Regions from separate parts of the Mus musculus genome. Here region 2 is linked to region 1. A link is a contact called in public HiCAR-type data. All regions are on one chromosome and are shown on one strand. The core of a region is the stretch at or near the end of the contact, and the rest is flanking DNA. Distances in the headings are between cores, read along the strand shown.

Evidence for each region. HiCAR-type assays count read pairs that join an accessible place to other places.
Region 2: a HiCAR-type map of astrocytes shows a contact between it and region 1, with 4 times the contacts expected there. The contact joins the promoter of Svbp here to the promoter of Ipo13 in region 1. A contact is called at or near these places in 2 of 39 promoter capture datasets (hippocampal neurons and pre-B cells) and 2 of 115 datasets of contacts at active chromatin or transcription factors (astrocytes and embryonic stem cells).

The regions. Positions count from the first base shown.
Region 1 is chr4:117,913,356-117,916,411 of GRCm38.p6, reverse strand. It overlaps Ipo13 (importin 13), which reads left to right and starts at 1,413. Exons shown (of 20, transcript NM_146152.3): 1 at 1,413-2,124. The coding sequence starts at 2,041.
Region 2 is chr4:119,194,001-119,196,886 of GRCm38.p6, reverse strand. It overlaps Svbp (small vasohibin binding protein), which reads right to left and starts at 1,577. Exons shown (of 3, transcript NM_024462.2): 1 at 1,401-1,577; 2 at 866-1,015. The coding sequence starts at 979.

The DNA of each region.
Region 1 (3,056 bases), core at 164-2,663:
TGCTAGAAGGCTGTGTTGGGAAGAGTTTAGTCAATAAGGAGAGAGAAGCCATATAGTAAGCCCAAATTGAGCTTAATATAATTTATCTAAAAAAAAAAAGTTTTAGGCTGGGCATGGTGGTACATAACTTTAATTCTAGCACTTTGGAAGCAGACACAAGTGGGTTTCGGTGAGCTGGAAGCCAGCCTGGTCTACAGAGTTTCAAGATAGCCAGGGCCTCACAGAGAAACCCTGTCTTGGAAAAAAAGAAAAGAAAAGAAAAAGAAAGATCCTTCTGTTTGAAATCATTTCCTTTCCTGCTGACAGGAGTCAAGGAAAGAAAAAGTTGAGCATGGAGAGGAAGTGCCTGCTGGGAGCAGGGCTTGCCTTCCTCCAACCTCAATTTCCCCATTTTAGCTGAAGACAATGAATAAAAATACCCACTCAAGCCCGGGCTACATAGTGAGATCCCCGCTTGAAAACAAAGAAGGTGGAGGATGTGGTTCAGTTGACAGGGTGCGCGGGAGGCACAGCACTTCAGACACCCATCTTGGTGGCACACTCCTGTAATCCCGGGAGTGCTGGGATTAAAGAGGTACACTCCCCACCCCAAGGCAAGAGACTCCATCTCAAAACAAACCAACCCGCCACAGCAGAATAGAGAGAGAACAAAACCTAAGGTAAAGCCATGAGCTATTCTTACTTGAAACATAATGAAAACCTTAACGATTTCCCTTCTCCTCCTCGTTTCACACACACATACACGCGCGCGCGCAGAATAATATGATTTCCCGGTTGCTCCCGAGCAGATCCACAGTGCTTTTTTTTTTTTTTTTAATTGTGGGGCACCAAGTAACTCCTATCTTTCCTCTTCTTTAGCGGGTGCTGATGGTCACCAACACAACCAGTTCCCTGTGCCTGAGCGCCGACCAAACGTGACCCTCTCCCCTCCATTCTTGGCTTCCAACTCCACCCAAAGGCCCCATGAATCACGTCTTCGCAAGAGTTGCACTCCTAGGCAATGTGACTGAGCAAGATGGTCCTCTGCCCTAAGCCGAGAATAGGATAGGGTTCCATAGGACCCCCAACCCACGTGCTCCAAGCCTCCCTCCTCAGGAGCCACCTTCCGGTCCGACGAAAACTACATTTCCCAGGGTGCATAGAGGCGGGTCCTTGCTTCAGGCAGGGGCCCCTGGCGGTGTGCCGTTCCGTCGCCTGTTCGGGGGCGCGCGAGCTAGCACGAGGACAGGGCCAAAGACCCGGAATGAGTTTCCGCGTAGTTCCGCCGTGCCGTGTCTCGATGTGCTTGGCCGTGCCGGGCCAGGACAAGCGTGGGTGGGGGCCTAAGTTGGTGGTACTGGCGACAGGCGCTCGGGACAGCCCGAGTCTTGCTGAGGTCCCCGCCCCGTCCCGGCCGGGCCGGCCTGTCTGTCAGTCACTGGGGCGGAGGCAGCGACCGTAGCGGGGCCAACGCCGGGAGGCGAACAGATCGCGGGCCAGGCGAACGGAGGGGACCTATCTCAGTCCCCCAACTCTACCGACTCTGCCCCAGACTCACGAAACTGCAATCCCGTGCTTCCTTGGACGTCTCCGTATCTCGCGAAGGGCTCTCTCCCGGGTGATCTCCCAGCCCCCCTGACCTCATAGCATCTAGAAGCTCGTCCAGACTGGGGTGTTATGGGTACAGGCCGTTGATTCTGTGACCCCTCACGGGCCAGGGCCTCTGTTTCCCCTATAGGCCTCCCTCCCCTATGACTTTTGATTCAAGGGACAGAGCTGTGACCTCCCACTAGGACCCTTGTCTGGGAGTACCTCACGGACGCCTCCCTTCTGGGAGCCGCCTTAGCGGGTCCCTTTCCGAAGAGCACATCTTTTGACCTCTGCAACCCACTCCCCCTCCAAACGAGGTGGGCAGGCCTCGGCAGCCATGCCCGCCCTGGGCATCCCCTCATCCCACCACCTCCCGGGTACTCAAGCCGGGGTCTAGCAGGGGGCCGACAGCCAAAGGGCTGGGGCAAGAAAGAGATCAGGGTCCACCTCCCTGCCAGGCAGGGAGCAAAGATGGAGCGGCGGGAGGAGCAGCTGGGGGCTGCAGGGGCTGGAGCAGCACCAGCCTTGGACTTCACTGTGGAGAACGTGGAGAAGGTATGAGGGCCTTGGGGTGGGCACTCCAGTGACAGAGCAGAAGTTCTGGGGACTGACACTAATGCCAAAGCTCAGACGCGGGCTCAGTGCCCGCTGGGATGATGCCCCCAGAGCACCTGGTATTTACCATCTCTCTTGGGCAGCCGGCTTGGACAGCAGTGTTGCAGTGCCTAATGGGCTATTTTGGGCTTTCTGTAGACACAGGTCCCCTTTCGGATAGATACTCTAGGATCTTAGGTTGTTCCCTGTAGGGTGCTGAAGGGTTTAGACTTATAACCAAATCGGCTCCTGCCCAGATCCAGGAGAAAAGCAGGCGGAGTTCTGGAGGGAACCAGAAACTCACAAGACCTGCCACTCAGCCACCCCCACCCCCACGTTAGAAACCACACGGATGCTGAATGATCCTGGACCCGACTCACTTTTTTTCAGTCAAAGGCTCACAAAGATATCTGGAGCTAAACCCGTCTGAGTTATATGTTCATTTATCTTCAGAAAGGGTCTTTTCCTTATTGGATGGAAGTCAAACCGGTCCTGGACAGGCAGGAGTGTGCCTGGCTCTCTTGTTTTGTGCTGGGTCCAAGGGGCTTGGCTCTGCTGGCAACTTTACAGGGCCCTTCCTTCCTTACCTGCCCACATGGCTTTCTGCCATGGCCTCCTTCCAGACTTCTCCATTGCCCAGGCCATCTTTTTCTATTCTATTCTTCTCCCAGCAGCCTGGAATGCAGGAATGCACCCGCCCCACCCCCAATACTCCCAAGGATGATCCGAGAGGTAGGGGTATCCTACTGGATAGCAAGGGGCAGTCATAGAAAAACATTTGTTGTTCTTGAGGCTTGTTTACCTAACAAATGTTGAGAACACATATCTTCTTGTTCGGTCTCTTGTCTCCTTTTGCTTCCTTGAGTGGCTGGCTGTACAAGGGACAGTAGCCA
Region 2 (2,886 bases), core at 328-2,827, 1.3 Mb before region 1:
TAACCACTACCAGTCTGAGAAGCTGAATATGCAGGTGTCTCCTGTACTTTAAATGTCCTCACAAGCACACACAACAAAGAGGCAGAAAAGACCAGCAAGCGTTTCCCTAATACTGGATATTAAAATACTCGTGTCTGGATGTGGTTCCTTAGCCATGTAAACATTTTAAAGCCTTTTATCTTTAAATGATTGTTAAGTGTTGAGAGAACAAAGAAGCACACTGGTGGGCTCATAGCTTGGGCCTTTACACGGTCATGAGCAGACACTTAAATCTGCTGTTGCTGTAGCTGTGGTGGTGGTGGTGGTGGTGGTGGTGGTGTGTGTGTGTGTGTGCCACAGCAAGTGTGGAGGTCAGTTTTATGTAGACCTTCTCTTCTTCCGCATATGTATGGATTCTCAGGTTGTCAGGCTTCTCCAGTGAGGGCTTTTTCCATCCCGCTCACCAACTAGATACTCTCTGCACCAAATGCCCATGTGTACCGGGTCACGGGTCACACTGGCACTTCAAGCATTCTCCTTCATTCATTTGTTCATTTTCTCCTCCCACCCTGATCCCTCTCCCACCCATAGCTACCCTCTTCTCTTTTCATGCATTCCTCAGATCACTAACACAAAAGCTTTGCGCCAGGAGGCAACTGGAGACCCGGTCCAGCTTGGGATTCTGACACTAACTTGGTATGTGACTCTGGGCTTCCGCTTCACCGTTTGGGACCTGGCTGGACTCTCTCCCTCTGGGGGGACCAATGCCTGGGACAAGCAGGGACCCCTAGTAAAGTTTCCTCTGCTGGTTTTTTTTTTTTTTTTTTTTTCTTCCAGCACCCTCTCCAGCTCGCTCAGGCATACAGAGCTCCCTCCTTCATCTCACCTCTGCTCTCTGTCTTTGCTTCAGCTCCTGCTGGGCAGATTTCTGCTTAGCCTTCTCCACTCTGAAGGCTGGTTCTTTAACTTTGGATTTTTCTTTCCGGGCAGGTGGATCCATGGTTTGGCTTCTGAATGCTTCTTGGTTAGCTCTGACCTGATGGTACAAAAAGAGAACCGCTTGCTAGTCCTTTCTCCCAACTCCCTAGCTTGGCAGGTGAGGCAGGGTGCCCTGGAGTCCCACTGCCAGCACCTTGCTGTGCGTTCCTAGTCGAGTCTCCTCACTTCTGAGTCTCAGTTTCCTGCACAATGGGACAGTAGTCATTTCCTGGCCATTTCCCTACCAACCCCGGGTGAGCAGCAGATGAGAAGGCCCGAGAAAGCAGCTCCAACCCGGGGGCGTACGGTAGGGCCGGGTCTCAGAGGCCGAGGGGCGAGCCACTCGGTCCGCGGCAGCCCCCTCTGCCAGCCCCGCCCGCCCGCTCGCCCGCCCGGCCCCTCCGTAGCAAGATGGCGGCTCGGGGGTCCGTGCGCTTCCTTACCCGGCCTCGGGCTCACGGCCTCCGCCACGTCGTAGACAAGCCCCCACGCGGGGTTCACCCTAGCTCCCCCCTTCCGCGGGACCGCAGCGCCCAGCCCGCTGCCCTTGGACTGGGCGGGGCGCGCCGGGGAGGGCGGGGCCGCGGCCTGAGGTGCCCCTCCCGCAGGAGCCACTGCGCCCGCGCAGCGAGCACACCTGGGCGTGGCCGGAGCGGGAGGGGCGGGATCGGAGGCGAGTAGGGCGGGGCCTGGGGCTGGAGGGCGGGGCCTGGGGCAGGGACATTCTTACAAGTAACCAAAGCTTTTCCGGGCTTCTAGTTTCTGGGACAACTGCAAGGCTTTGAAAGGCAGAATCTGATTCCTGTGGTTGAAATTGGCTAGCACTGGAATTCTGAGCATCAGGTTCTAAATCAAGAAAGTCAGGACTGCTGATTGCTTCCTTCCTGATTTATAGATCTATAAGGAGGATCAAATGGAATCCTGTTTACCACAATGCTTTGAAAGCTTTGAAAAAAATGATCTGTCTATCTATCTATCTATCTATCTATCTATCTATCTATCTATCTATCTATCTATCTATCTATCTATCTATCAATACAGGGCCCCTAGCCCAGTTTGGTGGTGCACATCTTTAATCCTAGCACTGAGAAGGGGAAGCACAAACATCTCTATGAGTTGGAGGCCAGCCTGGTCTACATAATGAGTTCCAGGCCAGCCAAAGCTACACAGTGAGACTCTGTCTCAACAAAACAAAACAAATTCAGGGCCCAGAGCATGTGCTAGGCAAAGCCTTCTATTACTGAGCTATACCCTCAGCCGGACAGAAATTGTATCAGTTAGGTTTTCCATTGCTGTGAAAAGACACCATGACGAAAGCAACTCTTATAAAGGACAACATTTAATTGGGGCTGGCTTACAGGTCTTGAGGTTCAGTCCATTAGCATCATAGCAGGAAGCATGGCAGTGTGCAGGCAGGCATGGTGCTGGAGGCCAGAAGAGGATATAGAATCCCCTGGAACTGATATTAAAGACAGTTGTGAGCTGCCATTTGTGGCAGTTGTGGGTGCTGGGACCAAAACCAGATCCTCTGCAAGAGCAACAAGTGCTCTTAACCACTGAGCCATTTTTCTACATCTTGTTCTGAAGGCAAATAGGAAAAGACTGTCTCCCACGTGGCTAGGAGAATAGTCTCGAACCCCAACCCCACAGTGACACACTTCCTTCAACAAGGCCACATCTCCTAGTAGTGCCACTCCCTGAGTCAAACATGTTCAAACCACCACAGGAATCAGAAGTATATCAGCCAACACACACACACACACACACACACACACACACAGAGTGTGAGAGGTGGAAGTAGAGGGAGAAGGAGGGAGAGAAACAGCCCCACGGATAATCAAAAGGGTGTAAACTAAAATTTCTAGCTATCATTTTCATTTGTTATGTTAGCAAGAAAGGTGCCAAGGAGGAGAAGAGCCTGAGAAATAA